Linked DNA regions of Sus scrofa: regions 1, 3 and 4 are each linked to region 2. Evidence: chromatin contacts called from public HiChIP or PLAC-seq data. All regions are on one chromosome and are shown on one strand. The core of a region is the stretch at or near the end of the contact, and the rest is flanking DNA. Distances in the headings are between cores, read along the strand shown.

Region 1 (5,830 bases), core at 3,069-5,568, 520 kb before region 2:
CGTGCCTCTCCAGTGGCTTGAAGAGCTGTTGCTGTTTTCTAAAAGAGCCTGAGGGGAAGGCTCTGGGCAGCCTGGCCCCTGGGTTCTTGAGAGGCTTGTCTTGGTCCTGTGCCTGCTCCCATTCACACAGGCAAAGTCCTTCTCACTTCCCTCCCACTCTCAGGAGCCAAGCCCTCTCCCAAAGGTAATCAGCTGGAAGACGGGACTCTTAACAGCGCATAAGGCAAACTTTGGGGAAACTTTAGCTCTATACAAATTTAAAACAAAACACACACACACATACACGGAAAACTTCTTAGGCGTTCCCATTGTGGCTCAGTGGGATAAGAACCTGACATAGTGTCCATAAGGATGTGGGTTCAATCCCTGGCCTAGCTCAGCAGGTTAAGGATCCTGCCTTGCTGTGGCTGTGGTGTAGGCAGGCAGCAGTAGCTCCAATTCAACACCTAGCCTGGGAAGCTCCATATGGCACAGGTGTGGCTGTAAAAAGAAAGGAAAAAATAAACTTTTTAAATGTTAAAGTGCTAAGTGGGAATGTGGATTAGATTTTGCTCTGTTGTATTTCACTCCTTTCTGTACCAGTGTAGGTAGAATTCTACATTCTGGATTACAAATCGGGATTGTGTGCATTTTGCAATCTTACTGGGTGTGTAGAGCCGGTCTTGCCTCATAAAATGAAACAGAAAAATGAAGGCAAACCTGCTTCGAGACATACTCTATCATGAGTCCTTATTTACACATTTGAGAAGCATCCAAGATTCAATTCATCTGCCTGTTTCTGCTCACAGATTTTGCTTACATGGGGCCCCCTCCTTCCCCTTCTAGACAGCATTACAAATGTCTTATCAGGCTTTCTCTAAGTCATTAGGATTATCACACAGCTGTGACCAGCTCAATCATTCTAATTGGAAATTAGGTGCTTCTCGCAGTGCAGTCTCTGAAAACTATCCACAGATCTCCCTCAGCTATGGGAATTCTGCTAAGTGCCTCTAGTAGCGTGTGCTTTTTAAATATTTGAGTTCTGTGGGCTTGGGGGTTATTTCTAGAGAAATGTGAGTTATTGAGAAAGTCCTGTTGTTTTTCCTGGCCTCAAGTCTTTAAAAGACAGCTCTCTGTGGATGACTAAAAGAAAGGAAAAGTCTACGTCGTCTTTCCTAAGTGTTACTTCTCCAGAAAACCCAGTACATGTTCAGAGTGGTAACGAGCTTACTAAATTGTTTTGAGGTGTGTATTTAGGTTACATTTTGGGACAGTGCTTCTCAAACTTTCTGTGATGAAGTACCGTCTTGGTTGTGTTTTCCTTCTTTAGAGACTGATACTTCAGTAAAACACGAGACTAGAAAAATGAAATCAGTACAAAGTAGGAGCCTCATTTTTAAAAGTCAGATTTGCAGAGATACAATTACTCTGTAAATCTGTTATAAAAAGCTTCTAAACAGTACAGTGTCTCTATTTACCTCATCATGAACTGGTAACAGTTTTTTGTTTGCTTGGTTTTTTTGTTTGTTTGTTTGTTTCTTTCTTTCTTTCTTTCTTTTTTGGCCCCCTTGTGGCACATGGAGTTCCCAGGCCAGAGACAAGTCAAAATTGTGACCTGCCTGGGATCCTTCATCCCACTGTGCCTGGCCAAGGTGCAAACCTGTATCCTGGTGCTGCAGAGACACCACCAATCAGGTTTTGCCAGAGCAGGGACTCCAGAACTAGTAACCGTTTACAGATTGGCTCCATCTATGGACTACACTTTGAGAAACACTATTTTGGGGGGGGGGCACATGTACTCTCACACATGTTTGGATGTATGGATACATTCATATTATAGCATAAACATTATATAGATTATATTGAAGCTTTAAATGATGATTAAATGCATTTGATGAGCTCTTTGGTAAAAATGGAGTATTTCTTGAAGTGACATTTAAATGCTTAAATTGTAAGCAAATGCACATTGTATAATTGTGAATACAGTTATCTGTTTCAAAACACAGTTGTCTGGTAAGACTTCTGATGCATAAAGTAGAAAGTGTTTTGTAACGTGAAATGAAATCGCCTCCTCTGATTCACACTCAGTTTTAAACGCAGGCAGATACTTTCGATAGGAAGTGTCGTATGCAAAGTGTATATACAAATGAGACTTTTAGCACTGAACAATAGGAAATGTTTCTGTCATGTGAAGCGTTAGATAAGCGAGTTGTTACTATCATACCTTCCTTGCCTCAGAGAACAGTTAATTATGGGATTGGTCTTTGGTCCTGGTGACTGACAGCCATTTTCTTAATGTTTACAAAATGAGGGGAAGTGTTTCCTACAAGTAACGCCACATTCTTTCTGAGTGTTAACAGAAGTCTCAAGCTGATTCTCACCTTGGTGGGCTGCAGCTGTCTTCTATCTTCTCTCCTGGAGACTGAGGCACAAAGGCAGTCACCCCAAGTCGGACTTGTGTGCCAGGCTCCGTGTCCACTGTCTGTCTGTCTGCCTGGAGGGACAGTATGGCCTTTCACAAAGCCTTGGAAGGAGGTTCTATGTTTTATTATGGTCGGCCTTATTCCTTTAGGATGAGACTCATAATTCTGAATGATAATGAGGCATAGGAGATGTTGAGCCCCTCGAAGACCAGGTTTTATTTCCCTGCAGGACTACCCACTTTGTGGCAGAGTGTCCAAGACAGCATGGATGCGGTATGAGTTAAAGGATCGAATGAGGCAATTCAGAAAAAGGCGGATCGCCTTTACAAGGAAACTAGATAACTACAAAGCGCTTTCTCTCTCTCTCTCTCTTTTTTTTTGCTTTCTAGGGCCACATCCTCGGCATATGGTAGTTCCCAGGCTAGGAGTCGAATCAGAGTTACAGCCGACAGCTTACGCCACAGCCACAACAACTCGGGATCCGTGCCTCATCTGCGACCTACACCACAGCTCACAGCAACACCGGATCCTTAACCCACTGAGCGAGGCCAGGGATCGAACCCGCAACCTCATGGATCCTAGTTGGATTTGTTAACCGCTGAGCCCCAAAGGGAACTCCCACAAATCACTTTCTTGTGTGTGACAATATCACAAGGAGTGAGTGTCCTTGAGGAGAGTGTTAACACGCGCGCCTGTGGGTAAGGGTTGTAGAGGAGCTGAGGGAGCAAGCACAGGCCTGGCCTAATTAGAACTGTCTCCCAGTCTGAATGACATACAGATCGCTTTGTTGACTAAATGGTTAGAAAGTGAGGTCTCTGAGGCAAAAGCCAGTGGACTTGTGATTGCTCTGTTTAGATAATAGAAGTTCAGAGAGGAACAGCCACTCTCCAGAAGGTACAGGCAGCTAGGGGTGTCCTCACTCAGGCCAGAGGACCCCAGGAGGCCACCAAGGCTGTGAGTGTCAGGTGAGGTGGGCAGGAGTTAAAATCCAGCCCATCCCTGAATTCTCAAAGTTGAGAAAAGAAAGTCGTTGGAGTTCCTGCTGTGGTGCCGTGGGATCAGCAGGGTCTCTTGCAGCATCAGGACACAGGTTCGATTCCCAGCCTGGCACATTGGGTTAAAGGATCCCCCCGCCCCTTGCCACAGCTGCAGTATTGGTCACAACTGCGGCTCAGATCTGATCTGTGGCCTGGGAACTCCATGTGCTGCTGGGTGTTCAAAAAGGTTTAAAGAAAAAAAAAAAAAAAGAGGTCTTTGTTTCTTTGAAATCCGTATGTATCTCTGGAATCACTGTAGGTATTTTGTTAGGAACTGTCTCGAGTACCCAAACAGCAATGCTTATAATCAGAGCAAATTTCTTTTAAATTAGTCCAGCTGCACTCAGACATGACTGTATGTAATGACATTGAGCCACAGGAAAACTTGGGCTGGAAATACACATTTCTCTCCTGGATTCTAGACTGAAAAGCAGTGGCAGCCCAATCACTGTGGCCATTTAACACAGCCCAAGTGCTTTGCCATGTCACCAAACAGCCAAAAGGCTCTATGCATTACAAGGAAGGAAAAGGCGTTTTGAAAGTACAGGCAGTTCTACCAAAATTGTACATGTTCCCCTTTCTCCAACTGGGTTCTTTTTATCATGCCGGGTGTGTTAAAGCTGTAGTCCATGATGCCTTTATGTGTATAGGTCATGGCATTGTAAGTATTTTCTTGGTCTTTAAAAATAAACCTGGGGTGGGAAGTTGAACCTGCATGGTAACCACAGGCAAGCAAATGCAAGCGCAGCAGCGGAGAAAGTCAAAATCACGGTTTCCATGGTAACGAGTAACTTGGCTGTGCAGTACACATTTCTCAAGAAATAACATTCAACAGACTACCGAGTGATAAAAATTGCTCCACCGGCACACAAAGGTAGATTTCCCAATGAATTCGTCTGTTGTAACCAGCCCTGGGCAGGGAACCCGAGTCCAAGTCCCGACCTCTGAATCAGCGTCTTGTTGATGGTGAAAATGAGTTTTTGTGGGATTGATTCCATCTCTTTCTTCTCTCCTTGGCAGATATATGTTGGGGAAAGGAGGAAAACGGAAGTTTGATGAGCATGAAGATGGGCTGGAAGGCAAAATCGTGTCCCCCTCCGACGGTCCGTCCAAGGTGTCTTACACCTTACAGCGCCAGACTATCTTCAACATTTCCCTTATGAAACTCTACAACCACAGGCCCCTCACAGAGCCCAGCTTGCAAAAGACTGTGCTCATCAACAACATGCTGCGGCGGATCCAGGAGGAGCTGAAGCAGGAAGGCAGCCTGAGGCCCGCGTTCCCCGCCTCCTCACCGCCTGACCCGAGGGGCGCCGGCTTGGGCGCTGGCTCCCGGGAGGCACCGCCTGCCTTCAGCGCCCCCGCGGCCCCGCCCGCGCCCCCCTGCGAGCTGGGCGGCCCCGCGCCCCTAGAGGCCTGCCTCACCCCTGCCTCGCTGCTTGAGGACTACGATGACACTTTTTGCACTTCCCCCGCCGCGCCGCCCGTGGCCCCCGCCCGACTCGCGCCTCCTGCCCTCCCGCCGGAAAAGGACAGCTTCTCCTCCGCCCTGGACGAGATCGAGGAGCTCTGTCCCACACCTACCTCCGCGGAGGCCGCGACGGACGGCTCGAAAGGGGGCTCCGGTGGGGCCGGCGCTCAGAGACCCGAGGGGGACTCCCGGCCCGACGACCCCAAACTGATGGACTCCCTGCCCGGCAACTTCGAGATCACCACGTCCACGGGGTTCCTGACGGACTTGACCCTGGACGACATCCTGTTTGCCGACATCGACACATCCATGTACGACTTTGACCCCTGCACGTCCGCATCGGGGACATCCTCGAAAATGGCCCCGGTGTCGGCGGACGACCTCCTCAAGACGCTGGCACCCTACAGCAGCCAGCCAGTCACCCCGAGCCAGCCTTTCAAGATGGACCTCACAGAGCTGGACCATATCATGGAGGTGCTGGTCGGGTCCTGAGCCCCGCGGCCGCGCCCCTGCACCCCGACAGCTCTCCGCACTGTGCATGCACCCTTGCTTGCCTTTTTCCAAGAAAAGAAACATTCTACAAAAGGATCACACTAGTTTTTGCTTTGAGCAGAGTTGGAGTGCCTTCATCCACGTATGACCACTTTTTAATATGCTCTTTTGAGTGGTTCCTCGGAGACCTACTACCCGGGAATAGGAAAGAATACATTTGAAGACAATGTCGCTATATTGAATGACAAAAATAAACAGTTCAAGTGAAGCACAAGGAATAAGTTGGAAAAGTTGTAAATTGCATGTGCATATTTGTCTATTTTTTCTATAAGTTTTATTGCAAGAGGTAAAAAAAGAAAATATATATATATTATTTAGATAATCTCAGTACCTTTTCTGGCATTTTCGCCCTGTATAGGTTGACTTGG
Region 2 (5,463 bases), core at 2,598-5,097:
ATTATCAGTGTTTTCTCTTTGATCTACTTGTATCCGCCTACTTCTTGAGTGACCAAAAATGCAAGATTTGTGGATAATCAATGAGATTCTACTCTATAGCGCAGGGATCTATTTCCAATCTCTTGAGATATAACATGATGGAAGATATGAGAAAAAGAATGTGTATGTACATACATGAATGACTGAATCAATTTGCTGTACACTAGAACTGGCACATCGCAAATCAACTATACTTTAATGTAAAAAAATGCAAGATTTGGGCCTTAATTCAGTCCTCTGAATCAGAATCTCTGGGTTTAGAGCCTAAGAATCTACATTTACAAGTTGATTTTAATGTACAACAAAGTTTGAGAACCACTGTCTTTCAAGTTTAGTAGAAAGCTGAACACCTGAGCAGTGATTCTTAATCTTGAATGAACAGTGGAACAACCTGGAAAATTTTAAATAAATGCTGCTATCTGGGTCCCATTCCCAAAGGTTTTTATGTAATTGGCCTGGGGTATATAGCCTGGACATGGAGAACCACGGACGAAGTGCTTTAATAAATACTCATATCATTGTACTTGTCATCCACTTCACGTGGAAAGAGAAGGAGGCTGGAGGTTAGAATATGCATAGAGTCACGAGCGGTAACAAAGGGCTGGTCAACTGGTCGGGGCCTGGAAGAAGGAAAATTGGAAGATCAGGGACGAATGGTCTGGGGTAGAAAGGCCATATAGGAGTGGGATAAAGTAGGTATGAGGATTGCATGGATGCACCCACCCAGAGCACCTAAACAGCCAGGAGACAAAATGACTCACTGGTTGATTCAGTCAGCCTCCATTGCTGATCTAATAGACATAGGAACCAAGCAACCATGGTGGCAGAGCAGAGGCTATCACAGTGGCTCCAAAGCATGGCTGTCTGTGGGATCAGATGAGTCTCTGGTTGAAACTGCATCAGAGCCTAACTCCTCCTCCTGTCCAATCCTGCCAAATCCCTTTCCCTTCTATAGGTGTCAATCCTAATAAAGTCCCTGCATGATAACTTCATTTTCAGAGTCTACTTCCCAAGGAACTCAACTTGTAACAACTGACAATGCCAAGTGTTGATGGAGATGTGGAACAACTATAATTCTCATAAACTGCTCATGGGACTATAACTTGGTACAAACATTTTAGAAAAGTGAAAGAATCTACTAAAACAATATAAGCGTACCCTATCATCCAGTGATGGTCCTCCTAGGTATACACACAAGAAAAACGTAGACATATGTGCAGAAAGACTTGTAAAAGAATCATCACGGCAGCACTTTTTGCAATAGCCAAAAGCTGGAAACTCTCCAAACATCCATCAATATAATGGTTAAAAACCTATGAAATTTTCATGCAATGAAATCCTATTTTAAACCAAAGGATTGAGAAGAGTAAGAAGACAAGAGAGGTCACTCTGATCTTTCCCTACTCACCCCTCTTCCCATCCTTCTCCTCTGAAACAGGTCGTAAAGCTCTCATGTGAGAGGTGCCCTCCCTCTACCTGGAGGAAAGTGCCATCCTTATTTCCAAAGACAAAAGGTCACCGAGAAGAATCCTAAGAGGCTTGTAAGTCCCACCCCCCCCACACACAACAACCCTGGTTTACGACATCACCTCACACTCCTTAGCCTGTGCTCTCCCTCCCTGACTGCCCCTCCTCATGGATGCTAGCGGAGGGTACTCAGGTCTGTTTCTCCAGATCTTCACTTCCTTATGGGGGCTCCCATGTCATGTAAAATGTATGTTAAATACATCTGTGTGCTTTTCTCCTATAAATCTGTCTCTGCCAATTTAATTGTCACACCCAGCCAGGGACCTCCAGAGAGTCAAGGAAAACTTTTTCCTCCTGTACAGTAGTAATCTGGAAAAGACAAAAAAGGGGATTTGTGGAGTATTGGTAATATTCTATTCCTTACTTTCCTTTCCTTTCCTTCCCCCCCCCCACCTTTTTTTTTGACTTTAAAGCCTGAAACTGTGGCATGTGGAAGTTCCCAGGCTAGGCGTCAAGTTGGAGCTAAAGCTGCCAGCCTGTACCACAGCCACAGCCACAGCCACGCCAGATCCAAGCCATATCTGAGACCTACACCGTGACTCATGGGCAACACCAGATCCTTAACCCACTGAGCAAGCCCAGGGATCAAACCAGCATTCTCACGGCCACTAGTTGGGTTCTCCGCTGAGCCACAATGGGAATTCCTGGTAATGTTCTATTTCTTGACATGAGATGTAGTTACATGAATGTTTTCAATTTGTGAAAATTAACTGAGCCATAAGTTTTAATGTATATATGTTATACATTAAATATCCTTACTTGTTAGAGAAACATATTAATGTTTTCATTGGTGAAATAATGAAGTAACTAAGATTTTATCTTAGAAGACTTCAGGAAAATAATGAGGCATGGGATAAATGAAATAAAAATATAAGATGTTAGTTTTTAAGCTGTGCAACAGACAGCAGAAAGTTCATTATTCTGTTCCACTTTTGAGTATTTCAATTGTTTTATAATAAAAAAGTTAAAATGAGTAAAATTTCAATCTTAGGATAGGGAAATTTGTAAAACCCAAAAGTTGTAAATGAAAAAAAAAATGATGCCTTCAACATCCATTCCAGCCCCCTTCTTCCCTGCCTCCTATTGTAAAGGCTGTAAAGTAAATGCTGGCTTTGTGAGCCCCCAGGCAATGAGCCTGTCTATGTGACCTAATGCTGGTTTACTGAGGCGTAGGCAGAAATCAAACATTTTTAGCTACATACACAAGCAATACAAATACAAATTAAAATGAGACATCATCTATTTTTCACCTATTAGATTGGTAAAGATCAAAAAGGTTGACACCAAGTGTCAACAGTTCAAGGACAAAGTTGTTCTTCTACTCTATTGGTTCATATAAAATCTTTTGGAAGGGAAATCTGGAAGTATCTATCAAGATCTTCCTGAAAGCAAAAGCAACAATTGAGTGGTAAGAGGGGATAGGAAGGACACGAGTAGAAGAATCTATGTAGAGTCAAATTGTTTAATTAGATGACTGACTAAATGTAGAAGAAAGGGTACAAAATTACTGGGACATTAATAGAAATAGGAAAGTTAGGAATAGGCACTTGTTTGGGCACTTAAATAATAAATAATCCTATTTGAAATATGTTAGCTTTTCTGTTACTTCACAATGAAGGCAATTTTTGCAGTTGCTCTAAATCTAAAGCCTAGAATGTTAAGACATATACTCATATAGAAGATGAATAATTTCATCAAGCAGCAATCCAGAAATTTAACAGGAAACAAACTGAGAGAATGCTATTTAGCCTCAGCCATAAGCAGGACTCCTTAAAGAAAATGTATTTCAAATAATGGTTAGAAACTCCCCTCTGCCCCATCCAACTGGCAAATATTTGATAAAAATAACCTAGATTAGTGGAGAGGTAAGGAAGTTGATAATTGTCATATATGCTGGTGGCAGTAAAAGTGATAGCAACCTCTGGGAGACAACTTGATAGCATATAGCAAAAACCTTAAAAAGTAAGCCTTTAGGCCATCAACTCCAATTCTATCTGAAAAGCTTATGCAAATATTTTAAATGTAGTTTTTGTGTTTTTTTTCATCAATGTAATATAGGCACATGGTTCTTAAAAAATAAATTATTCTAAAAGACTTATGTGGGGATGCAGTTGGACCTCTGCTCCATCTCTTACCCATACTGCTCTTAAAGACTGCCACTTTCAATCTCTAGCTGTTTTATCTGTTATTTACCTCTTTGTGTTGAAGTACTTTGCTCATTCAGCTCTTTCTTGATCTAGTTTAAGACATCCTGTTATGGTGGTTGAGGATTAAGCTCTGTTACTCAACTTCTGCCCTCACTTCCCTTCCACAACTCCTCCCACTAATTTTATCATAATCTTTGAATGTCACATGGCAAGGTTTTTGGCAAAAATGCCACAAGGCAAAAATGTTCTGATTAATTCAGTAGTTAGAATTTACACAATTATGATTAGAGATAAAGACTTTTTTTCAAGCTTCATATGGCTAGCAATATTTTTTTCCAAATCTCCAAACACAAAACCATCAATCTATCAGTTCCATTTTTTTCCTCAAAACAAAACAAAACCCCTGTCCTCTTCATCTAATCAGGCTAAATACCCAGACTTTGAGGCATAATTGTTCTTCTAGGACTTCTTTCACCATCCTCTGAGTCAGCTCCCTGTTTCCTGGACTCCTTGTCATCTTTCTTGGTTGACTCTCTTAAATTGCTGAAATAGTAATTTCCTTCTAATAGCAATTTCCTTCTGAAATAGTAATTTCCCAAAGCAAATTTTTGAGATCATGAATCTCTGAAAATGTCTTTATTCTACTCTCACACTGTATTAGTGGTTACATAAAAAAATCTTAGCTAAACATAATTTCACTACAGAATGTTGAAGATAATATTCAGTTGACTTCTAGAATTGAGTAATACTAAGATGCCTAAAGTTATTGTTTCTTCTTCCTTTTGCTGCAATCATTTTTCCCCTTTTTAGAAGCCCTTATAAATTTTATTCTCAGTGCTCTACTATTTCATCATGTCATTCTTACAGGCCTTTTTTCATTTGTTAGGCTGGATGGCTGGACTATGTCAACCTGGAGACTCACCTTCTTCACATCAGATAAAGCTTTTTGGATTTTGTTTATAATTTTTTCTTCTTCATATTTGTTCTGTCCTCTCTGGAATTCTAACTAGCTGAACAATGGAATTTCTGCTTGATTTTTTTTAAGTCTCTTACATTTTTATCCTACTTTTCATCTCCTTGTCTTCTTTGTCTTCAATATTCCCTCCTGATCTGCTTTGGGGCTTTATTTCTGTGATAATATTTTTAATTTTCAAATATCTTTTTTTTTTTTCCTGTATCCATATTATCTTTGTTTCCTCCAAGTTCCTTTTGTGTTTGTTTCTTTTTTTTTTTTTTTTTTCTGTCTTTTTTGACATTTCTTGGGCTGCTCCCGTGGCATATGGAGGTTCCCAGGCTAGGGGTCTAATCGGAGCTGAGCTGCCAGCCTACGCCAGGGCCACAGCAACGCGGGATCCGAGCCGCGTCTGCAACCTACACCACAGCTCACGGCAACGCCGGATCGTTAACCCACTGAGGAAGGGCAGGGATCGAACCCGCAACCTCATGGTTCCTAGTCGGATTCCTTAACCACTGCGCCATGACGGGAACTCCTGTTTGTTTCTTATCTCTGATGTTTTGGGCTTGTCTTAATTGCCTGGTGACCCTTGGGCCTGTGTTCTTTTTTTAAGTGAGAAAAATCAAGTAAAAAATAAACTGAAGGTCCTTGCTGGAGTGAAGGGAAAAAGTCAAACAATGGGCTTTCCTTAAGGTGATCATTTAGTACAGCTGCCTTTTTATTGACCAATTATCTAATACCACTATATGAAAATATTATTTTCTGAGGCTATTTGATTTCTCCATTGAAGAAGCC
Region 3 (5,487 bases), core at 1,195-3,694, 650 kb before region 2:
ACCCACTGAGCAAGGGCAGGGATCGAACCCTCAACCTCATGGTTCCTAGTGGGATCCGTGAACCACTGTGCCACAATGGGAACTCCAGAAACTGGCTTCTTGAGATGGAATCTACTCCTGGTGAAGATGCTGTGAAGATTGGTGAAATGACAACAGAGGATTTAAAATATTACGTAAACCTAGTAGATAAAGGCAGCAGCAGGGTTTGAGAGGATTAAGTCCAATTTTGAAAGAAGTTCTACCATGGGTAAAACTCTACTAAACAGGCTGCAGAGAAATTGTGAAAGGTAGAATCAATTGATCTGGCAAACTTCATTGCCTTACTCTTTTTTTTTTTTTTTTTTTTTTTTGGTTTTTGGTTTTTGTTGTTGTTGTTGTTTTTGCTTTTTAGGGCCCTATCCGGGGCATACAGAGGTTCCCAGGCTAGGGGTCCAATCGGAGCTGCCAGCCCACATCACAGCCAGAGCAATGCCAGATTCTTAACCCACGGAGTGAGGCCAGGGATTAAATCTGCAACCTCATGGTTCCTAGTCAGATTCGTTTCCGCTGCGCCACAATGGGAACTCTCATTGCCTTATTCTAAGAAATTGTCAGTCACCCCAGCCTTCAGCAGCCACCACCCATCAACATCAGGGCAAGATCCTACATTAGCAAAGAAATCACAACTTGCTCAAGGCTCAGGTGATGATTAGTGTTTTTTATTTTTTGTCTTTTTAGTGCTACACCCATGGGCATATGGAGGTTCCCAGGCTAGGGGTTGAATCGGAGCTGTAGCCACTGGCTGCGCCACAGCCATAGCAATGCCAGATCTGAGCCACGTCTATGACCTACACCAAAGGTCATGGCAATGCCAGATCCCTAATCCACTGAGTGAGACCAGGGACCGAACCCGAGTCCTCAGGGATACTAGTCAGGTGTGTTACCACTGCGCCACGACAGGAACTCCCTTGATTTTATTTTTGAACCTATGTTTTGCATGCGAAGTCCAGCGGGGCATGAGCGGAGGACATATGCATGTGGTGTATGGCTGCTGTTCTTGTTGCCCCATGAGCACAGAATTCTGGTTGTCCCACATGCTTGGGAGCTCAGCAAGATGGGAGCAGTGTTTCATCTTTGACTGAATAAGTGTGGGTGCTGACAGCCCTGAGAGTTCTTGCCTTCCATTCAAACCAGGACTTGTTTTGAAGACAGGAAAAGGGCAATGGTATTCTAAAGACAGGAACAGTTAAGGAAACTTATATCCTTTTTTACTTTTGATACTCCTTGTATTAGCCAATCACATATGCTGAACATGAAGATATAGAAGGGAAGGGAAATACAGGGCACCCTAAGAGTTCCAGTCATGGTGCAGCAGAAACAAATCCGACTAGGAACCATGAAGTTGTGGGTTTCATCCCTGGCCGTGTTCAGTGGGTTAAGGATCTAGTGTTGCTGTGGCTGCGGCGTAGGCTGGCAGCTATAGTTCCAGTTTGACCCCTAGCGTGGGAACCTCCATATGCCGGGGGTGCAGCCCTAAAAAGACAAAAACAAAAACAAAAACAAAAAAAAACAAAAAAAACCAGGCACCCCATAGTTCCTTTTCCATTCAGTGCTTAGACATCAGTAAGTTGAAGGCAGGGTTCGATCCCTGGCCTGGGAAATTCCACATCCTATGAGTGTAGCCAAAATAAATAAATAAATAATAGTGAGATTAAAAAAAAAAACAGCTGAATTAGTTTTGTGCAGCATTTCCACTGTTCTGGTAAGAAGGAAATATATAATCACCTACTAGTTACAAAATATGAATTAGATATTTTTAGTGATTCTGCTCATAAGTTAAATGCGCTGATATTTGCATTTAAAACTGCTATTTTGGGAGTTCCTGCTGTGGCACAGTGGGTTAAGGATCCGACTGTAACCACGGGGTTCATTGAAGAATCACGGGTTTGATCCCATGCCTGGCGCAGTGGGTTAAAAGATCCAGCATTGCCACAGCCTGAAGCAGGTCTCAGCTGCAGCTCAGATTCAATCCCTGGCCCAGGAATTTCCATATGCCATAGGTGTGGCAAAAACAAAACCAAAAAAACCCCTGATATTTCACAATAGAAAAATAATAAAATTCGGGCTAATAATTTTGATTTTTGCTTACTTAGAATAACATTAAATAACATTTTTTAAAAAACCTGGCAAGTTGAGAGAGAGAGACTGTGGAAGAAAGGGAAAACATTTAATAGCACTTTTTTCAGGCCCTAAACATTATAGTTTCATATCTATCATTTATGTTGTCTTGTAGCTCATGGAAACCCAAGCCTTTTTTTCTAAAACTTGTCTCTGCTGTGAGTTCGAAAGCCCATTTTGAAACCTGGAAGTTAAGAGATGACTCTACTCTCTAAATCTTTGCTGTGCAATTTCTATACCCTGAGGGAACAGGCTGGGGTAGAGGAAATGCAGAAAAACCACACTGAATACTGCCCCCTCATTAAAAACAAAAACAGAAGGACTATAAATTCCTTGAAGGCAAGGACTTTCTTCCCCTTGGGTTACCATAGTACTCTCCTATAGCAGGGCCTTGATAGCTGTCCTTTTCCTCAGTAAGTGTTTGCTCAGTTAAATTTAAAACACCCTTTTCGTCATGCTATTCCAGTTCTCAAACACCTTGAAAGGCTCCCTGTTGCCTTATCCTATGGATTGAAACACTAGGTCAGGCATTTAAGGTTCTATAATCTGGGGTCAATCTACTTTTCTGAATTCATCTCCCAAGACTCCCTAGACCCCGGCAAAGTAATGGTTGAACAAATATGGAATGATTGGATTACACAGCTCCTAGGAGGTACAGAAACTACAGATGGATAAATCATTAGCCTTTTTAGGGTTAGGTTTAGGTAATAGATGTGAGCTAACATTAATGTCCCAATACTGTGATGAGTGTTACAGACCGTAAATAGGAGTCCTGAGATATGCAATCCTGCAGACGATCATCTCTGCCAGATCACATTCTGCTTCTGCAGAAATCAGGGACCCAGAGCCAGTCAGAGAGAAGCCTGCAGCTGTTGCTCAGTCTGCTAGGAAGAAGTGTGGGCCGCTGGGCTTCCTGTACTCTCTGCCTGTGGAGCTTCCAACCTGGGCTCAGGGAAGCTCCCTGAAGGCCATGAAATCATAGCCATTACTAAGTGTTAGAACTTCATATGGTGGTAATGAGCCATTAAGGGAAGATTTAGGGAGTTCCCACTGTGAGAACTCCCACAGTGGGTTAAGAATCTGACTGCAGTGGTTCTAGTCACTGTGAAGGTGAGGGTTCAGTACCTCGCCTAGGAAGTTCCTAACTTCTGCAGCAGTGTGGCCATTAAAAAAAAAAAAAAGAAAAAGAAAAGGAAAGCTTTGGGCATAGATAGGCTTTTAGGCAGTATAACCCAAACAGGGGCTATTCTCAGTGTACTTTTGTGGTGATCAATTGCGTTTCCAAAATGCACACGTTGGGGGAGATTCATAACCTGAGAGGGCTGGGAGAAACTTCAAGAGTCATTGCATCCATTCCCGTCTTTAGGTTAGAAAACCCCTAAATATTTTTGGAAAATTACCTATCTATCCCCAAACCTTCTGGTAACTCCTTCACTTGTTTGTCAACCCTGATTTCAGGGAGCTATTACTGCTATCTAACCTAAATCTCTACAGCTCATTGTCTTTTTCCATCTCCTGTCTCTCCATCAACTTTAAAAGGCTTTTGTATCTACCGCTATTGACACAAAGCTAATACTACAGTTACTACTGTTGTTTCATCCTTATGTTTATTATTAGCAATGACAGCACACTAGGAGGTATATAAAAACATAAGCAAACACATTTTTAGGTCAGTGTTTTTATTTTTATTTCTTTTTTGGCTGCACTTGCGACATATGGAAGTACTCAGGCCGGGGACTGAATCTGAGCTGCAGCTGCAACCTATGCCACAGCTGTGGCAAGACCAGATCCTTAACCCACTGTGATGGGCCGGGATAGAAACAGCATCTCAGCAGAGACCTGAGCTGCTGCAAAGGCAAATCTGGATCCTTAGCCCCCTGCATCACAGCAGGAACTCCTCAAGCTTTTTATTTTTAACTTTTTTTCTGTTTTTTGTCTTTTTAGGGCAACATCTGCAGCATATGGAGGTTCCCCGGCTAGGGGTCCAAATAGAGCTGTAGCCGCCGGCCTACGCCACAGCCACAGCAACTTGGGATCTGAGCTGCTGTTTGGTGACCTACACCACAGCTCATGGCAATGCTGGATCCTTAACCCACTGAGCAAGGCCAGGGATCAAACCTGCATCCTCATGGATACTAGTCGGGTTCGTTAACCACTGAGCCACGACAGAAACTCCCTCCTCAAGCTTTTTAAAATCCAGTAATGTTTGGGTGTTCCTAACTTGGAAATGGGTAACACAGTGGCAAAGTTGTATTCTACAACTCTGACTGTGGCCCACTCCTCAAGGGCCATCACTCCTCTCCCACCCAGCCTGGGAAGGAAACTTAGAAGCAGATAAATGTATATTAAACATACGTGGGGGAGCAGAGAGGTGAAAGGAGACACCATGTGGGAGAAACTGTGGGGGGGCCTGCATGAAAACTGCCACAATTTCATGTGACAACTGGAAGGAAATAGTTGAGTCAGAAGTGAGTCGTGGTAGCACCTTTCTTATCCTTCCCTCAAAGTGCCCCAGCTAAGAGAAGAAATGAAAAACATTGATGCACCTTCTAATGAAAGACATACCAATGCCTGGAACTTAAGGCCATCCTGTTGTTTCTCACCCTTTTTCACTTATAAAATATTTAAAAGATTTATTTACCCATGTTGCAAGATGTACACTTAGTGCATTACTTCCAAAAGCTGCATGTTATTCCACAGCATCTGCTACACTTTATCTACCTTTTGTATTGTACAGGTAATACATACTAAGTTTACCTATAATACGCTGCTACTTCAAGAGCTGCTGTGATGATTATCCTCAGTTGTGCCCTCTCATGGACTTGTGCAGGAGTTTCTTAGAGGTGTGTATTCCTATGGGTGTAACTGCTGGGCTACCAGAAAAACATATGCTATATTTCATTACTTATTTCCAGGGTAACTCCAAAACGACTGTGCTGGGGAACTTAACTCCCAACAGCAATGCATGAGAGTTCATGCATGCTTCGTCCGCATCCTAGACAACACTTGGTATTTCCCGACTTTCACATTTTTGCCTATTTAAGGGATGTAGTGTCTTGTTTTAATATGCATTTATCTGATTACAAGGAGGGTTGTATATCTCTTCATCTTTTTTTTTTAATTTAAGTATAGTTGATATACAATATTATGTAAATTGCAAGTGTACAATACAGTGATTTACAATTTTTAAAGGCTATGTTTCATTTATAGTTATTATAAAATATTTGCTATATCCCCCATGTTGTACAATATCTACTTGTTCTACTTCATCTGCTTATTAGTCTCTCAAGCTTCCCTTCTGTAAATTTGCCTGTCATATTTGGCTATTTT
Region 4 (5,798 bases), core at 355-2,854, 760 kb before region 2:
GACAGAAAATGTATTACTAGGGCCAAGATCATAAACATTGATGTTGAAGTCCCCAAGAATGATGACAGTGGAGGAGAAAGAACCCAGTACTGAAATCACTACAGGATAGAGGAAGTGACCAGTAGCATAAGGTGACACTAACTAGAAGTGGTGTCACCTTATTATTGACACGTATTTCAAAGGAGCTGGGTTTTTTGTTTCTTTTTGTTTGTTTTTGGCCACAGCTGTGGCATGTGGAAGTTCCCAGGCCAGAGACAGAACCAATGCCACAGCAGGGATGAAAGCCACAGCAGTGACAACACTGGATCTTAAACCAGCTGAGCCACCAGAAAACTCCAAGGAGCTGGGGTTTTTTTTGTTTTTGTCTTTTTGCCTTTTCTAGGGCTGCTCCCATGGCATATGGAGGTTCCCAGGCTAGGGGTCAAATCAGAGCTGTAGCTGCTGGTCTACACCAGAGCCACAGCAACTCAGGATCTGAGCCGTGTCTGCAACCTACACCACAGCTCACGGCAATGCCAGATCCTTAACCCACTGAGCGTGGCCAGGGATCGAACCTGCAACCTCATGGTTCCTAGTTGGATTCGTTAACCACTGCGCCACGACGGGAACTCCGGAGCTGGGTTTTTGAAGGGAGATGGCGAAGCAGCAGATTGGAAGCTTCACTGGTGAGTGAGGAGTCATCTCCAGTCCTAAAGCATGGCCTGAGGAGAAAAGAACTTCGTTGAAGAGGGCTGTGGACCGGCAGTGTCCTCGAGGGCCAGACCAGCCTTCAGGAGGAAGGCTTTAGCCTTGGAGCAGATGGAGACTAGAGGCAGTGGGAGCTCTTGGGAAGACAGGGCAGGCTTGCAGGCTGCAGTGGGAGTGGGTAGGGGACATTCGACAGCGTCAGAAGGGGATGGTTCTGAGGCCAGTGGCTGCGAGGCATGATGGGATGGCTCTCCCTCACCATTGGCAGGTCCCCCTTCCCTGGGGGAGGTGCCAAGGCAGCCACACCTGGCCTCTTTGCGGCAGCTTTCCAGATTACGCCGAGGATGGGGGAGGAGAGAGACTTCCTTTTCCAGGAACCCGTATAACTTTTGGTTACTCATGTTTTCTCAGGCCTTATCATCTACTTCCTGGTGTCTTCAGCGTTCTTCTTCCGTGTGGATTTATTTCCTCAGTTAGAGGCAAGTTTGGGCAGAACCCCAGCAATGCCACTTTACACGCACCCAAGTCCAGCACAGCACCTGACACGTAATGAGTTTTCACAAATGTTTGTTACAGGAGTTGGATACAAGCGCGGTCATGGTTTCCCTTTAAGGCCAAGAATGGGGCCTGTCCTGGGGGGAGGGGGGTCCTTCCGCCCGAGGCCCCCGCCCCCACACCCCCTGGCCAGCTGCCGCAGCCGCCCCTCCCCCACGGCCGCTTGGGCAGAGTAACCTGACGCCTGGGCCCGCGCCCCCTCCCGACCCGGGGCTCAGCGTCCAATGGCGGTGGCCCGAGCCTCCGCCGGGAGCCGCGGGGCCCTCCCGGCGCCACCCCGCGGGCGGGAGCTGGGGCACCCGGAGCGAAGGCCAGCCCGGCTGCGAGCCCGCCCTCGGCTCCAGCTCCCAGCCTGTGCTCTCCGTGCCCTGCGTGCTGTGCCGCCCGGCCCAGCCCAGAAACACCCGCTCTCTCTCCCGAGCGGGGGAAGCCAAGGCTGTGCCAGGGGACTGATGAGCGGCGCAGATGAGCCGTGCAGAACGCGACACCCAGAGGGCCAAGTCAGGACGGATCCTCAGCCCGGGAGACAGGACGCTTGCGTTTGCGGGGTCTTTAACTGGCTGAAAGGGGGCAGTCGTGGAATCTCTGAGCCTCGATTTCCTTATGCGAGGTGGTCCCTGTCCACCTCGGAGTGGGGTGGTGTAAGGACCCAACTGGGCGAAGGGTGTGCACGTCCTCTTGTATTAGCCAGAGGACAGCCAAAATCCAGTCATTGGGACCTGTCAACTACCCTCGCGGCCCCAGAGGAGAACTGCAGCTCCACTATTGGGTTCCGCCCACCGTCCAGGGAATAGCCTGGGTTCAAAGGAAAAGCCTAACACAACTTACCAATACACCCCAGTCTGGACATTCCCTGCAGCTCCTCACTCCCAAGGCAGAAGTCAGCTGGGGGGGGGGGGGGGTTCAGCAACCTTGGGGGAAGAGAGCCGGGAAATATATGCTGGGCTGGAAGGATGGAGCACAGGCAGGGCATCCTTCCAACTACCTACTTTATCTCCTGTACGTGTACTAGAGTGGAAGAAGTGTCAAGCGCAAACCCTCAGTAACAATGCCTTTTTCCTTCTCTACACTCCTGCCAGTTACTGAACACAAGCTACAAATACTCAAGTATTTACCTGTATATTTTTGATCCTGGTACCTTTAAAACAAAAACAAAAACAAAGGAGAGCTCGGGAAATACATTATAGTCTGAACGAAGAGAAAGGAAGTTTTGTCAAGGATGCATTACTTTTTTTTTTTCTTTTTACAGCCACACCTGTGGTATATGCAAGTTCCCAGGCTAGGGGTCAAATTGGAGCCACAGCTGCTGGCCTATGCCACAGCCACAGCGATGCCAGATCCAAACAGCATCTGCAACCTACGCCACAGTTTGCAGCAATGCCAGATCCTTAACCCACTGAGCTACGCCAGGGATCAAACACTCATCCTCATGGACACTATGTCAGGTTCGTAACCGATGAACCACAATGAGAACTTCAAGGATGCATTATTTTAACAATCACAGCTTTCTCACACCAAGGCAGGGCATGGGTCACCTATGATGATGAGGGCATATGGGGGCACCTGAGTTCTACACTTGTATGTCCAAGTCCTAAACAGGCTCTCAAGTTGGCTCCCGGAACCTGCAGCCTTGGCTCACACCCTTTCTCCATACTGGGCATCCAACCCTCAGGCCCCTTGCTGGGGCACAGTGTCACATGGTAAACTGCTCTCTTTTCCCCTGGAACTTGGACTCCAGGGCCCAGCACCCCTTCAGGCCCTCTGCCTCAGGTGAATCCAAAGGTAGGACATGAGGGGGAGTCTGAGAGAGGGTCCTTAAGCAGGGAGGGGGAGAGGCACCCACCAACCCAGGCCTGGTGTTCTTCAGGCTTTCAGAATTCATTCGCTTCCAGACCTTTCAGCCTTGCCAAGCCCTTATGCGAAAGATCAGAACAGCTGGAAATTTCTAGCAGGAGAGGCCCAGGTACTGAACAGGTATAATAGGTCTGACTTAGAAACAGGGGCTGGGGCTGTTCAGGTTTGACATTCTTGTCTTTGCCAGATAGGCAGGAACTGCTTGCTTTTGGAAGGCAGTGACACCCCTGAGTCTGGGCTGAAGCTGCGGTAAACCCAGGACAGAGGGCTGGGGACAGAAACTTGGAGCCTCCTCCCTCCCAAGCCCCAGGACAAACGACACAAAGGGCCTCCTCTGCCGGCCAAGCAGAAGGAGATGGGCTGACCCAGGAGGGCCGAACTGTCGCCCAGTCAGAGCCAGGTGGCTGCAAATGCAACACAGGCCTAGAAGACTCCAACAGGCACTGAGTCTTTCTCAGAGCCAAGAAATCCTGGCTAGAAACTTGACTACAGAGCAAGGCAAGGCACTGGGAAATTCTTGAAACCAGGCGAGACCCCTGGCAATGTTGGACTCCTGACAAATAAGGGGCTGAGCCAAATGCTTTTTCCCTGCCTGGCCCAGAAACAGAAACTGAGCTGGCCAGAGAGGATCCAGGGGAGGTGGCAGAGGAGCCGAGAATGGACCTGGGCAGGAAGAGGAAAGGTGGCAGCAGGGTTGTTTTTACCCTGCTCAGACTCCAGAGTTCTCACACAGAAAGTCTGCAGAGGGGAGAGTTCGTGTGTGGCTTCCCACACAACGTCACTCAGACCCTGTGGAGGCTTTTACAAGGGGCTCTGGAAACTCCACCGTGGCAGCCTGGAGTCACCAACACCAAATGACCAGGCTGCAGGGGTCAGCTTCTGTTTGGAGAAGGGGAGTTCACAGGGGCAGCTGCTGAGGGAGGCCAGTGTCCCTATCTCTACTCCCACCCCAGGCAGTGGAGAGACTGCCCTTGGCCCTCAGGACAAGCCAGGCTGTTGCACCGCAGGCTCAGCCTGCTTTGTTTTATTTTTTTCTTTTTTACAGCCGTACCTGCAGCCTATGCAAGTTCCTGGACTAGGGGTCAAAATGGATCTGCATCTGCAACCTACAATCGTGTGGCAAGACCAAATCCTTAACCCCACTGATCAAGGCCAGGGATCGAACCCTCATCCTTATGGACACTATGTCAGGTCCTTAACCCGCTAAGCCACAACAGAAATTCCCTGCTTTATCTTAAATGACTCTACACAGTAGCATGTTATGGGTAAAATTTATAAACCTACTAAGGAATGTTGTTTTTTTTTTTCCATATTTCTCGTAATATGTGAAGGGGGTTACTTTTTTAAAGTTCTAAAATTAAAGAAAAAAGAGAAATCATCTTGTATTGAGAATGGATTCAGTCAGTGTCTCACTTCTCTTTATCCTTTGCTAGATCTCGGAAAAAAAAAAATGAAAAGAAATATGCCACAGCATGAAGGATTCTTGTTAAAAGAAAGAAAGAGCTTTCTGAATATAAAACTAGAACATGCTCTATAAAAAGAAATTCAGACAAAAAGTATAGAGAGAGGAAAAAAAATCAGCTATTAGTTTTACCACCCCCAAGTGATACTCCGATATCATTTTTGTGTATTTTTCCCATACTATTTTCTATGCCTGCAGATACATGTTTTTACATGGGCTACAATCACTAATATCAGAGTATCTTACCAGCCTTCTTCCTCCTGCCACTGAAGAAAATCCTAAATTTGCCTATTTGTTTTCCCCTCACTTCTCTCTTCTGGAGAAAGGAAGAATTATTATTTGCTGAGCAAAGCTAAATTGAGCTGCATAATAAAGGGATGCAACTGAATGAGATGATGTACAGAGTAGGGCAAAGCTTTGTGGACTAGAGTTCAGTAGAGTATTCGAACTGCAGCACATTCAAGACTCTGGAGCAGCTCATAGGACATAGAGAACTGGGCTTGGAGGACTGGGCTTCTGAGATGGGCTGAAATGGTTATGACCTATAGCCCTTTTAGTGTTCTTCCAGAAATGTAATTAAATAGTGGAATTTATTTTGTATTAATTTTGGCCATTAAGAGATGCATTAAGTCTTTATAGAGACAAATGTACAGTCTCTCCTCTCATTAATAAGGGTTACTTTTTTTTAAAATATGTGGTCGTACTGTATTTCCTTTGTATATCCTTTTTTTTTTTTTTTTTTGGCTTTTTTTGGGACTGCACCCATGGCATATGGAGGTTCTCAGACTAGAGACCTAATTGGAGCTATAGCTGCCGCCCTATACCACAACCACAGCAATGCCAGATCCAAGCCGAATCTGCAACCTACACCACAGCTCACAGCAATACTGGATCCTTAACCCACTGAGCGAGGCCAGGGATTGAACCCCCAACCTCATGGTTCCTAGTTGGGTTTGTTAACCACTGAGCCACAAAGGGAAGTCCCTATCTATCCTTTTTTAAAAATTAAATTTCATGGGAGTTCCCATCATGGTGCAGCAGAAATGAATCCAACTAGGAACCATGAGGTTGGGGGTTCAATCCCTGGCCTTGCTCAGTGGGTTAAGGATCCGGCGTTGCCATGAACTGTAGTGTAGGTCACAGATGGAGCTCAGATCTGGCATTGCAGTGACTGTGGTATAGGCTGGCAGCTGTAGCTCCAATTAGGTCCCTAGCCTGAGAACCTCCATGCCACGGGTGT

The links. HiChIP or PLAC-seq counts read pairs in DNA pulled down with a chosen protein or histone mark.
Region 1: a contact with region 2 is called in an H3K27ac HiChIP or PLAC-seq map of alveolar macrophages. The contact joins two enhancer-like sites. A contact is called at or near these places in 1 of 47 Hi-C or Micro-C datasets (embryonic fibroblasts) and 1 of 2 datasets of contacts at active chromatin or transcription factors (alveolar macrophages).
Region 3: a contact with region 2 is called in an H3K27ac HiChIP or PLAC-seq map of alveolar macrophages. The contact joins two enhancer-like sites. A contact is called at or near these places in 1 of 47 Hi-C or Micro-C datasets (embryonic fibroblasts) and 1 of 2 datasets of contacts at active chromatin or transcription factors (alveolar macrophages).
Region 4: an H3K27ac HiChIP or PLAC-seq map of alveolar macrophages shows a contact between it and region 2. The contact joins two enhancer-like sites. A contact is called at or near these places in 5 of 47 Hi-C or Micro-C datasets (embryonic fibroblasts, epiblast stem cells, omental adipose tissue and 2 more) and 2 of 2 datasets of contacts at active chromatin or transcription factors (alveolar macrophages and skeletal muscle).

The regions. Positions count from the first base shown.
Region 1 is chr3:77,307,678-77,313,507 of Sscrofa11.1, forward strand. SERTAD2 (SERTA domain-containing protein 2) reads left to right here. Exons shown (of 2, transcript XM_005662514.3): 2 at 4,460-5,830. The coding sequence starts at 4,464. The coding sequence ends at 5,402. Among named protein-coding and RNA genes, the nearest start is that of AFTPH, 110 kb to the right of the region's middle. Within about 2 kb of position 4,319, at least 9 of the 83 cell types and tissues checked have an H3K27ac peak or open chromatin away from gene starts, as enhancers often do. A contact at or near this core is called in alveolar macrophages, where this site is marked.
Region 2 is chr3:77,832,079-77,837,541 of Sscrofa11.1, forward strand. No RefSeq gene overlaps it. Among named protein-coding and RNA genes, the nearest start is that of VPS54, 21 kb to the right of the region's middle. Within about 2 kb of position 3,848, at least 5 of the 83 cell types and tissues checked have an H3K27ac peak or open chromatin away from gene starts, as enhancers often do. A contact at or near this core is called in alveolar macrophages, where this site is marked.
Region 3 is chr3:77,180,642-77,186,128 of Sscrofa11.1, forward strand. The region is part of intron 2 of LOC102160963 (a long non-coding RNA gene); the gene reads right to left. Among named protein-coding and RNA genes, the nearest start is that of SERTAD2, 9.2 kb to the right of the region's middle. Within about 2 kb of position 2,445, at least 3 of the 83 cell types and tissues checked have an H3K27ac peak or open chromatin away from gene starts, as enhancers often do. A contact at or near this core is called in alveolar macrophages, where this site is marked.
Region 4 is chr3:77,075,922-77,081,719 of Sscrofa11.1, forward strand. No RefSeq gene overlaps it. Among named protein-coding and RNA genes, the nearest start is that of SLC1A4, 110 kb to the left of the region's middle. Within about 2 kb of position 1,605, at least 58 of the 83 cell types and tissues checked have an H3K27ac peak or open chromatin away from gene starts, as enhancers often do. A contact at or near this core is called in alveolar macrophages, where this site is marked.